2 separate regions of the Mus musculus genome follow, and region 2 is linked to region 1. A link is a contact called in public Hi-C data. All regions are on one chromosome and are shown on one strand. The core of a region is the stretch at or near the end of the contact, and the rest is flanking DNA. Distances in the headings are between cores, read along the strand shown.

What was found. A called contact is a pair of places that touch in the nucleus more often than the background predicts.
Region 2: a Hi-C map of neutrophils shows a contact between it and region 1, with 3 times the contacts expected there. The contact joins the enhancer-like site here to the promoter of Megf9 in region 1. A contact is called at or near these places in 3 of 39 promoter capture datasets (3T3-L1-derived adipocytes, the C10 cell line and neutrophils), 1 of 15 datasets of contacts at CTCF or cohesin (the NIH/3T3 cell line), 26 of 484 Hi-C or Micro-C datasets (ECoMG myeloid progenitors, Sertoli cells, bone marrow and 21 more), 7 of 115 datasets of contacts at active chromatin or transcription factors (the SCID.adh cell line, bone marrow-derived macrophages, embryonic stem cells and 2 more) and 2 of 9 other capture datasets (embryonic stem cells and pancreatic islet).

Annotation. Positions count from the first base shown.
Region 1 is chr4:70,530,951-70,537,532 of GRCm38.p6, forward strand. Megf9 (multiple EGF-like-domains 9) reads right to left here and starts at 3,978. Exons shown (of 6, transcript NM_172694.2): 1 at 3,278-3,978. The coding sequence starts at 3,872.
Region 2 is chr4:70,574,617-70,580,683 of GRCm38.p6, forward strand. No RefSeq gene overlaps it. Among named protein-coding and RNA genes, the nearest start is that of Megf9, 43 kb to the left of the region's middle. Within about 2 kb of position 3,500, at least 17 of the 459 cell types and tissues checked have an H3K27ac peak or open chromatin away from gene starts, as enhancers often do. A contact at or near this core is called in neural progenitor cells and neutrophils, where this site is marked.

The sequences.
Region 1 (6,582 bases), core at 2,728-5,227:
CGGAAGACGTGCACAGTGAAAACAGACTTGGACATGTTTTCAAAGGCCACAATCCATCTAGTCAAATGTTAGCTAAGGCAGAGACTTTTACCTAAGCCTATAGAAGTATTTCTTAAAATGTAGAGTTATGCTGGGCTTTAGTGGGTTCTAGGATCCTAATTAGTCCATGTAAAACAAACACGAAAGCATTTGTCACTAGCTCAGGGCCTTACTGCTGATTATAACTCTCCAGTAAGATCACAGCTTTTCCATCCACCCTTTATCCAACCAATCAGTATAGTGTTATACCAGGTTTGTGAGAGAAAAGTGCTTGCTGGGTAACTAGTTTCAGTTTGTAGATCAGTGTCCTGTGTAAACAATGGGATCCCAACTGACTGGTAGTAAGAGCTTTCAGCTAAATCTCTAGGAAGGAATTTTTTTACTGATTCCTATAGCAGTTTAAAAGACCTTCCCAATCAAAAGATATATTAGACGGTAACCAGTTCTCATAGAAATGTTGAAATAAAATTCTACAACCATCTTGCCCAATGGCAGGAAATCCAGCTTTGCAAGCCAAATCAGCTCTTTCAAATTCATATAGAAGTTTTTCCTCTGCTGAAGAGCTATACTTACTATCTAAAGTATATTGGAGTCCATGCGATAATTAAAAAGTCACCTTGAATATATCACTGTAAGGCTAAAATTGAATACCAGTAGGCCACAAAGTCAGTCAAGCTACTGAGAACTAAACACAGACAATTCTGTAAATGAATTCACAGAAGACTCTAAGTGACACACTATTTACACAAAGGTGAATGACCTCAATTTGATATCCTGAAGTGTTTGCTACAGAAAGACAGCCATATAGAAATTATGGCCTATAGAAATTATGAAAAACAGTTCAAATGGTAAATATCCATGAACCCAGTTTGGTTTCACTTAAAATTGATTTAAATTCTAAGTGCTGATTTGGTATCAAACTATCAGAGAATATAATAAATACATGATGAATTCTCTGTGCTTTTCAAAGCAATATATATATATATATATATATATATGGAACTGTTAAATGAATTAATAACAAACTGGTTAAACAAGTCCACTTTCTCTGTCCATATTTACAATGAAAAATACTATTGGAAGGAATACAGGCAGAACCAAGGTACTTACATGAAAAAAATTTTTTAAAAATTAAAAATTATGTTACATAGTTAAGTGACTATATCAAGATGGAAATATATATATATATATTTCCATTTTAATTTTACAAATTACTAACTAGTTAAGTTTTGATGGTGATTATTCATATTAAACAAGTTTCTACCCCTGAGCCCTAAAGCTTATTTGAAAATACAACTGTGTTGATATATGCCCAGAAAGAAAACTTTTAAGATGGAACAAACTGCTATGAGGAGTAACCTCTAGGTCCACTAGGAACCAGAACTAGAGAGCAGTGGAGGAATGACTGTTGTCATTTTCTTTTAGGTTTCTGATTATCTTTTTTGGCAATAAGGATTATCTTTGTGTTCTTAAAATGTCAAAAGTGAAATGACATTAACTGTATGTTTATCAGATACTATCAAAAGGAAGCAATTGCTAGTTAAATATTATGTGCTTAAAACTCCAGACATTCTAACTCATCCTTTTTCTATTTACTAAAACAAGGTATAGAAGTCACAAATCCCCACTTGGCTTCTCCATATTTTTCGAATCAGAAAACAGAGCTGGTCATAAATAAAACACAACACACAGGTGCTTATCAAGCACAGGAACTATTCTAAGCACTAGTTAGGTATACATTGACTTAGTGAATTTTCTTCTCTCTTCTCCTAACCTCTCTCTACTGTTTTTCTTTCTTTCTTGAGTCTTGCCATTCACTCCAGGTTGTATTAAATGTATTATGTAGCCTAGGCTGGCTTTGAACTCCTGATCCTCTTGTATTTGCTTCCTCAGTACATGTGTAGTATACACACTCAGTCCATTCTACATAATTTGCACAGCAAACCTATAAGGACTATGATAACCTGCATCTGAAGGTTGAAGAAAGTAAGATCACAAGAACCTGTCCATACTTATGTTGACAAAGGGGGGCAATAAGATGGAATTCAAACCTAAAAATGGACTCGAGAGTCTAGACTTAGGTACTAGTCTAACTTTTAGTAATATGTCAATCTCTCTTTATAAAAAGCTAAAAAGCATGAAAGGTTTAAAAACTAGCTAGTTAGTACATTCCTTGAAGCTAAAAGAGATCCAAATGTGGCTTTTGGGGGTGAATAATCTGCATTCCTACTTGTGCCTTTGCCAAGCTCCAACATACGATTCAAGGCTTAACCATCTGGGAAAATCTTCTACCAACTCAATTATAGTCCAAACTTCATACCTGACTCCACAGTAAACCACTGAGCCTAAGAATTAGGTCAACAATCAGATCAAGCTAGACAAGTAAGTGCTCTGGGCAAATCTCCACCCCAATGCAAAGCAAAAGATCTCAGAAAACTTGCTGAATTTCTTAAAGACGTAGGCCTTATTGGTTGAGTTCCTGGCCTATTTAAGATGCAAAAGGGTGAAAGAACAGCAGTTGTATCTTAACTTTGCTTGAACACTTTCACCAGCAGAAGAGCTGCATTTCCTATTGTGAGTTCAAACAGAAATTGGCATGTCAGCATCAGCAGTAATGAACATCCTACTTTAAAAAGGGGCAAAGATGGGCATCCCTGCTCAAATGGCATTTGCTCAATTACTGACCTTGGAACTGAGACAGAATGAAGTGGTGCAAGGAAGGGATTTAACCTAATTTATAAACTTGCTCAACCTAGATACACACCTGTCCCAAATGACCTATAAAATCTACTTATTTGCAGAGAAAACACGGACTACAATGCCGTTTCTGTTTGTAAGCAAACTACATTGTTCATCTGGGGGAATCCCGTAAAGGTTTTTACCTGCGCATTGATAAAGCACCATCCTAGCTTTCAAACTTTCCCCCAAATATCCCAGGTAGGGTGGCCTTCTGGGCGGATCCAATACAAAAGTTTGTGTCCATTCTGGGACTCTGACAAAGGCCAGAAAACCCTGTTTTAGGAAGAGACCCTAAGCCTTCCATATAGCAGCAGCTCCCTCTGGATGGAGCATGGCACCAGGTTGGGGGACAAAAGACTTTCTAGATTTGGAGGGATTGGGGGTTTACTTTAACTGGAGCTCGGATCTTCCCTTGGGAAGCTCTTGGGCAAGAAGCGGCCAGGGTGACGAGGCCGGTGTGTAAATAGGCAGTGCCTGGGGGAAGGTCCAGAGGACTCACCTGGGGGAGGAGAAGTAGGGGCTTCGGTGACAGGTGCGGTGGGCGGGACTCCGCTACTGTTGCTGCTTCTGTCCGGGGACTCGGCAGTTGGGGTCCCTGGAGTGCTGGAAGCCTGAGCGGTGGTGACTACAGAGGTGGTCGGCGGCTGGCCAACTGTGCTCGCAAGGGTGGTGGGCGCGGGTCTGGAGGGTGGTGATTCCGTGGTGGGAGTGTGTCCGTCCTCCGAAGGGGTGGCGGGCGAGAGGTCCAGAGCCGGGAAGGGGGTGGCAGCGGGTTGTGCGCTGGTGCGAAGAGGAGGAATGATCTCCGGGGAGCCGGCTGACGGGGTTGTAGCCCCGGTTTTGCGGACTGTGGTGCGCGGGGGACCGGTCCGCGGGGCCTGCGCGGTGGGAGCCGCGGTCTTAGGGAAGGGGCTGCTGGCTTGGTCCCGAAGCCCCGGGCTGGGCGACGGGACCACCTGCCCCTCGGCCCCGCCGCCACCGGTGACATTCCCTGCCGAGGCTGTGGAAGCGGCTGCGGCGGCCGCGCAGCACAACAGGGCGAGGCCGCCCAGGCTCGGCAGGCTCCTCATGGCGCGCTCGGCTCCGCCATTCATTCATTCATCCAGTCGATCGGTCAGTCATCTTCTCCTCCCTGCCGTCCGACCAAGGAAAGCGTTGCCGCCGCTGCCGCCACCAAGAGCACCATCGCCACCTCCCTCTGACAGGCGGCCGGCCCCGCGGGCGGGCCTCAACGCGGAGGGAGCGACTGGGCGGAGCGCGCACTGCCCGCCCTCCTCGATAGGCAGCGAAGCCTGGCCAATCGGAAGCCGCGTTGGCCCACGTGATCCGCCCGCTCCCCGGCCTCTTTGTAACGGCGCAGACCAATCAGAGGACTCCAAGGGAAGAGGGCGGGACGTCGGGAGGCGCGAGAGGTGTTGGAGCCGGCTGGGTTCGCTGCGGCTCCGGCTTTGTCTACCCACAGAGCGGGGCGCGGGCCTTGGGCATCCAACGCCGCCGAGCAGACAAAGGACGCGGCCCGCGCGGCAGATTCCAGGCCAAATCATCTGTTCCACTGGGCTGCGAGCTGGACCCGGGGCGGGGAGTCCCCTGTGGACAGCGTCTCCACCCTTCTGAACAATGGGGGCGCCGGAACCGCACCCGGACTCGGGCGGGGGCTGGGTTACATCCCCGCGACGGGCGAGGGTGGTGGCAGCTAATATATTAGATGGAGCTCGGCTCTCACTCTGTTGCTCAAGACAGCCGGCCTTGGCCCTGCGGTATCAACACTGTCAACCCCATTTCAGAGATGGGGAAATTAAAGCTCTTGCTGATGGCTTCAGCAAGCCAACTTCTGTGCCCCCACTAAGCACCTGCTGATGGCATGGGCCTGCACTAAGCCAGATGGGACGGCCTGGAGCCCCATCCTGAGCACAAGAGGGTGTGGAGGAGACAAACTGGCATGCACAGTTTATGCTCAGAACCTCGGAAAGAATAGAATATGACCAGGTTGAATTTCAGCTCCTTGTCTCTCTTGCTGAGTGGTTTTGTGGCTCAAGCAGTTTTCTTAACCACGTAAATGGTGAGATGAGAGGGCACACCCCATCCCCCTCACAGAGTTGTGAAAATGAAATCATGTACTTGAAGGGTTTAACCCAATGCTTGGCCCACGGTTGTAAACCGTCATTAATGCTAACCACTTGGGGTTGCACTATGTCAGGACAAGCCTAAGGTTGGAAAGCAGCCCGCATTGCCTCTGAGTCCCCAGAGATTCCTGCCTGTTGCCTGCATTGGGGTTGGGCTGATAACAGAGCTTGACCCTGGATGACATTAAACTCTGGAGGAAGTTGGAAATCAGGCAGGCAAACTTGCACCATCACCCAGGATCCAGCGCTGCGGGACATGGTAGCCTCAGCTGAGCAACTTTTAGGTGCAATCTGGCAGGACAAGTTTGTCATCTGATGGCTTAATTCCATCCCAACAGCCTCACTGTAAACCCAGTCGTGGCCTCTCCTAGGATGCTTGCCTTTGTGCATGATTTCCCATTAGTCATTCTCCTCTAACCAGACAGGCAGGATGAGATTTGTGTGTGAACTCCTGTGTGTTAACAAAAGCATGCATTTATTTGCCTGAGTGAGTAGTGGGTGGGGAGAGGATATGTTGGAGCTTGTGTATGAAAGCATAAACACATTTGTAAGTCTCTCTGTGAAGATTGTATGTGTGAGTCTGCAAATATAAGAACTTGTATTTTCATGTGATATGTTTAAGATATTAATGCATGCACACTGGTGTGTGTTTTGTGTGAATTTTCTGTTTTTCAATGTGAGGTTGTTTCTGGGTGTGTCTTTAGAGGCCTACCTATGTAAGAAATAAGGGACTAAATGAGAGGGCCATGTAACTGTTCTAAAGACAAATATTTAGCAAGAATTGACCATAGTTCTATTTTTACTTGCCTTTAGGAAGGGAGTGGACATGGTGTGTCCCTCCCCTGTATTCTTTTGGTTCCTCAGCCCCAACCAAAATGCCACATCCTCTAGGACTTGGATTTCTGAGTGGGAGTTAATCCCTCCCTAGTTCCCTACCGGCCTTTGTTTATAACCCTGATCTATCAACCCCTGCCTCTTCCTAAAAGGATTAATGATGGCTTTTAGACATAAGTACTACAAATAAAATGAACCACCCACATGACTTAATTACTTCTCCTGGGCACTCAGCAACCTCAGGACTAGAACTTGTGATTAATACCCCTGCCTGTCTATTTCACCCAGCTCTATGTTCCAGTGCCTAGCAGTGAGCAGTAAAACATGCTGATTAATCTGAAAGAGATCCTGTTGTGCTCACAGGGAAGGAAAGCTTGGGTCCTTTAGAGCCACAGACTTGGATCAAGTTTCCTCTCTGAACCTCAGTTTCCTTGTCTTTAAAATGAGGCCATTAATTCTTTAAACAGATCAAACAGAACTGTTTTTTTTTTTTTTTTAAACAGAGCCTTTTGACACACCAATTATACTCTATTGTCACTTAACGTTTCAATTGCTATTGCTAACCCTGAGTTTTGTTAGCTGAAAGACTACAGCAGAAACCTCTGTCCCAAAAACTCCAGATCAGGTGACAAGGCTTGACATTTGCTCTACTGGATATTTCCAAATGGTATCTAAAAACTGCTGGCTTGGCCCTGAGCTGTGCTGTATCAGAGATTCTTCACTGCTAGAGGGGGAAAGCTGATTTGGCTTTTTTTTTTTTTTTTTTTTTTTTTTTTCTGTCAGGAGGATCCCAGAATAAAGGCCTAGAAACCTTGCAGAGTGATTCAGGGCTGCTGTGCCTTGGACA
Region 2 (6,067 bases), core at 2,250-4,749, 43 kb after region 1:
GAATTCTTGGGAAAAATTGGAGGTTTTGGATTTCTTACCTTAGGGGGATCTTATTCCAAGGGTCCCAAGATGGATCATTTGGGGGCCAATGGGCCAGATGACTCTAGGTACAGGTTTCCTTTGCGCCTAGAAAAATCATCTAGATCATTTAGATAAAACCTGACTCCCCAGGTTCTACTGGTTTCCCAGTGATGATCTTCAGCTTCCTGCTAGGCTCTAACCTTTATGGATGTAAGATCATATTGCCTGTGACCACAGGTAGGTGATGATAGGTTCCTTTCTAGGGAAGTGAAGGGATCAGTGTGTCCTTAGAAGAACTTGATTTCACAGCCTCATTAATAAAAGTGGCATCTATCTAGCTCCAGGCAACTCAAGGACCAATCAACTGGGGAGGCATAGTACTGGATAGATTGGAACTCATTTTTTTTTTTAACAAATGGACCTACTGCCCCAGTGGCATGCTCCTTCCAGGAGTGGGTAAACTATCCCCCAGTAGTCTCTGAATGCAGAAATTTACAGAAATCTACTTGGAAGGTGGGATTCAGTGGATAGATTGTATATGAGCTCTCCAGTTCCAGCCTTTCTTAATTCCCACACCAAAACTCCTGGCTTATGAGGGATTTGGGGCCCTTCCTTATGGAATGACAAAAAAACACAACCATAGTTATACATTTTGCTTCAGTCTTATAATTAGGGCATTGGAGGACATGGTGACAACCCATCTGTTATTATATTCTGTGTCTTCATTACCTTGAAGTGGTAGGTCCATGTGGTAGGGGTGATAAATACCACAGGTTATAAGACTTTTTATGATGGTTCCATGTTCAAGAGAGATTCTCTTTACCTATACAAAGTTGCCAGGCTGGAACTTATGGGCAGACTCAGACATGGGAAAAAGCACAGCTTCTTGAACTGTCTGATGAATAGTCCTCTTGGCCTGTTGCAGGGTCTGTAAGGTCTTGAAGAGGGAGTAGTAATTTTTACTTTATGAATATCTTGATATGGGATGTACCTGGTCCTCAAGATGGGCAAAATGTGGAAACTTGGCTCAATTGTTTTTTTGTCTCAAGAAAATACTTAGGTTACCTGTTGTCTTAGTTAGGGTTCCCATTGCTGTGAAGAGACACAATGACCAAGGAAACTTTGATAAAGGACATTTAATTGGGACTGGTTTACAGTTTCAGAGGTTTGGTTGATTATTTTAATGGCAAGAAGCATGACAGTGTTCAGGCAGCCATGGTGTTGGAGAAGGAGCTGAGAGTTCTACATCTTGATCTGAAAGTAGCCAGGAGAAGACTACTTCTGCACTGAGTAGAGCTTGAGCTTAGGAATGTTAAAGCCCACCTCCATAGTGACACACTTCCTCCAAGAAGGCCACACTTCCAAATAATTTCACTTCCAGCTGGTGAAGCATTCCAACACATCAATCTATGAGACCAAACCTATTCTAACCACTACACTTGTCCTGATCTTTGTGGCCTCTAGGTACAAAGTAGTTTCCAATAAATATTTATGACCTTTGCCAGATTTAGGGAAACTTTGGCCTTAAAGACCAAGCTGTTGCCCAAATCTAGTCCATCTGGAATATCTGGAATATCTGGGTCTGAGTAACTCATTCATTTTTTGCTGCTCTCAGATATGTGACCTCATAGAGTTTGGCAATCATTCATCTTATGATAATGGCAGTGAGTACAAATGTCTTATCTGGCAAGAACTACTATCCATTGTCTTCTGGTTGGCACCCTCCCTTTTGCCTACTTGTTTTCTTGTGTATAGGTTGGGTTCTTGAGCAATCCAGGTTCAGTCAGGATAATCAGAGGCCTGATTGGTTCTAGTGCTGCCTTCCAGGTGGCCAAGTCTGTTGCCCTTTTCTCTTGGGCCTCTGTGGGTCTCCTTTTGATGCCTTTTGCAGTGAACAGTGGCTACCTCTTTTGGCATATGTATGGTCTCTAGTAGGGCCATATATATATTTGTTTTGTTTTGTTTTTTATTTCTTTTCTGACTGAGGTGAGGAGTCCCTTCTCTATATAAAGAAAGCCCTATGGCCATAGGCAATAGCAAATGCATACCAACTGCCCATGAATTCACTGATAGCTTTTGTCCTTTTACCAGCAAAGTGCTCAGGAAATGCCAGAAGCTCAGCCCTTTGTGTTGAAATCCCTTGACTGAGGGATTGGGCCCCCACCAGCCAGTCTGTGCTGGCTAATCTTGTGTCAGGTTGACACAAGATGAGTTATCTGAAAGGAGGGAACCTCAACTGAGAAATTGCCCCACATAAGATCTGATTGTAAGGCATTTTTCTTAAATGTTTTGTTAAGTTAAATGCCTTAAATTTAAATGCCTTAAATGTTTTGTTTTGTTTTGTTTTGTTTTTTTTAATAAGAAAGCAGGCTGACCAAGCCATATAGAACAAGGCAGCAAGCAACATTCCTCTATGGTTTTCAGGTCTCTAGCCTGCTTGAGTTGTGGTCCTGACTTTTTTGATGATGAACCGCATTATGGAAGTATAAACCACATGAACCCTTTCTTCCCCAGCTTGCTTTTTGGTCATGTAATTTCATCACACCCTAAGACACAGTCCAAGGTAACAACTTTGGCCTCAGCATACCTGAATTCATCTTGAGCAAAAAACGCTCCCCATACAGTATGATTTCAGGTCTCTTGGATTGAGCAGAGGCAGGAGGCTCTTGGCCTGCCAACCCCAGAGTAGATGATGCAGTTTCTGCAGTTGCAGGGGTAGCAACAGTCTGGAATGGGGCCCTCCCTGAAGTGGTGGTTGAAGCTGCTGGCCACAAGTACTTCTGCATTGCCAGCACCTGTGACAAGCTGACCTATAAGTTCTTGCTTCCTTGAGTCAGACTGGCCAGTGAAGCATCTGGAGCACATTTCCTCTCATTGTGTTGTTATGCCAGGGGACCTTGTCTGCATCCAGTTAATCATCACAGAATCCCTGCTGTGTCGCTCATCTGGTCAATGGAATCTGAAGATCCTAATTTGGCTATTGTATTGGGATTGCTCTGTTGGGTCATCATCTGAAAGCAGGCTGGCTGGGGTGATGGTAAAGTTTTGAAAAATTGGATATGTGGCTGGTCTAAGAGAAGTGCCTGATAATGCATTATATGGGCATTGTATCCCCTCACCAAAGTGCGGAATGGTTAGGGTCAGTAAGGTTTGTTTGTTGTTTGTTTTTAAATTAATGTGAATGTAGTGGCAACTGCCCACAAATAAACTGGTCAACTAGCAGAAATAGGCTCAAATCTTCTGTACAAATAAGCCACTGGATTCTTCCAAGGTCTAAGTACCTGAGCAAGGACCCCTCTGCAGTCACTTCCATACATAGGACAGGATGTCCGTCTTTCCTCTGCTGTTTCTAGTGTCTCTGGCTTCCCCAACTGGGATCTCTTTTGTCTTTTGTTTTGTTTTCATTCTACAGAGTCATGGTTATTGTAAACCTTTTAAGCAATCACCAGATGGAACCGATTTATATTCTCAAACCCTTCTAAATTGTTTTCTTTTGCTTTTCTAATATGTGGGGCTGACTGCTTAACGAAAGCAATGTTTTCTAAAACCTATATTTATTCCTTCTAAAAATGGATCTGGCAAAAATTTTCCAAAGCATCCTTACCTTGGTCAGTGTTGGGGTTCCAGTCAGTTCAGGCAGAAGAGAAGATCCATTCTATCTGAGCTGCCCTGTCCGGCAACAATACCTTGGCTCAGCTCAGGGGCAGCTTGTCTACTCTTTGTGGAGAATGATAGGTTCTGAGTTTTCTAATTATATAAATCATTGGTTGAAAAGAAAGGTTGAAAAGAAACCATGAAAGGGGAAGATGAGAAACTTCCTCTTCTCCCCTGGGTTCCAGCCAGAGGAACTACTTTCCCCTTCCCCTGGCACAGCCAGCTGCTTAGAGTCCGAGCTTCCAGACAGTGCTTTGGGCTTAGGAGGGTGTGGCTGAGAGAACAGGTGGGTGGTTTGTGTTTCTCTGGGTGACCTGGCTGAGCCACAGGCAATTAGGGTTTCCGAAAGGAGGGGCATAGGTCTTCAGCCAAGTGGTCTCTCTCACCAAAGAAAGCCACTGATCAATACAGCAAAACTTGTCAATATGGCTGGGGTCTTGCAGTCATTGAAATCTAGATGGCCTGAATTGTCACTGGGCTACCTGACTCCAAAAGAAGACCAATCAATTTTATATGTTTGGCATTTTTTTTATGAAAGAAACAAAGGTCATATCTGTCCTTCAAAACCTTCCCTTGGAGTGCTGTGGTCCCCTCTGGCTGTCACTGCTTGGGAAACAAGTCTGACATGACCATTGCAATAGTAGTAGCAACAGCCATAATCACTGCCAGAAAAGTGGGGGAACACAGCGCAGGTGAGCTGCTTAGCATGACTCTTGAGTCGGCAGAAAATTGTGTGCTGTGCTTGGGGCAGTAGAGTCCAAGTTTCTAGGGCAGCTCACTACCACTTCCAATTTAGTTCAGTTTATCTAACCAACAAAACTGACAGAAACATGAAGAAATACATATTAAGGACAACCAGTAGTGGCCACCATACAGTGGTGGAAAAGGCCAGTGGAATTTGATGACTTTCCACATGGATCCTGGACATTGGATCAGCAGTTGTGTCTGGCTAATTCTTTGTATTAAACAGAAGGCACCACAACCAGACTTACCTCTGATGGTGATAGATGAGGTGACATTCAATTTTTTTCCTTTTGGGGATGGGAGTAATGAATTTTGTCAAGCTATAGGCAGGGATTGATTAAATGGAGGCCCAGGGCCCTGTAACATCTCAGGTTGTACACCCCTTAGGAGTCTCAAGCAACACAGTCTTTCCCTCACATAAGGGCTTCAAGACCACTGGTATCTTGAAGTCTGGTCTGTGGGGATCTTGCTGGAGTCTCCAGAAATGTGAGGTATCCACCAGCGACGATCATTTGTACACAGGTTCAAGTCAATGAAGTCTTGGTCAACTGGCCAGTGACTACTCTGGGTGTTTGGGGACCGGAGTGTTGTCCTAAGCCTTTCTTAGCATGAGCTTTTAAACAGAAAACTCCCTGACCCAGTTTGTAGCTGGCAGACATGAAACCAAGTGCTGTTCCTGACTACCTCAAAATTCACACTAGGGTGCGGGACAGGGTCCTGCTAGGTGCTAATGTTGGGAGGAAAAATATCCCCTATGCCCAGTGTCATCAGGTTAAGAGACTCAAGAACTCCTTCCTCTGAAAGCAAGTCTCTGCCATCTTGTGGCAAGGATCCATATCACAGGCACCGTTGGAGCAGAGATGGGCAAAGAGAACTGTTCTGAGATGGTCACGGGCAAGGCAAGGAGAAGGGTGCTGTCATTTGTGAAGATGTAGTTGCACTTCTGCTGGGGTCTGTGAAATAATATCATGGGATTCTAGTAAAAAAAATTCTAGTTGAAAGAATGAAATGATCCATAAAGCAGGAAAAGGTGCAAGAGGAAGGGATGGTGAGCAATGGAAGATTTCAAGAGCGTTTGTTTTCTGTAATTTAGAATTAGGGATCTGGAGAGATGGATCACCAGTTTATGAGCACTTGTTGCTCATGTGAGCATCTGCGTTCAGTTTTCAGCAACCATATGATAACACACAGCAACCTGTAACCCCAGTTCCAGAGGACCCAAGAAAAAAATTTAAATTAGAATTTAGGATTAGACACAAAAATAAAACAAACCATGCATTATATGTAACACTGTCGACCTGAAGCCACTTCTCCACAGGGAGGTAGAATGTATATCTTATGTATATTCAGTGTATACTTTATTCCAGATCCACTGGGGATATTGCCTTGGAAGGACAGAGTTCTGTGTGCACGTGGTAGTGTTGAGAACAAAGTCACATAGCATTTGCCATACACTTGCACCAAGTGTGCACATACACACCAACAAACACCCTTCCATCCAATCCCTATTCCCCCCCAGAAATAATAACATTAAAATTAAAAAGTAAAAATATATCCAGTCTTTCTGTTAGATATTCTAGGTTATACTTTTGCTTTATTTTCACCTTATAGCTCATATATAATAATTAAAGCTCAACCAGCTTGACCC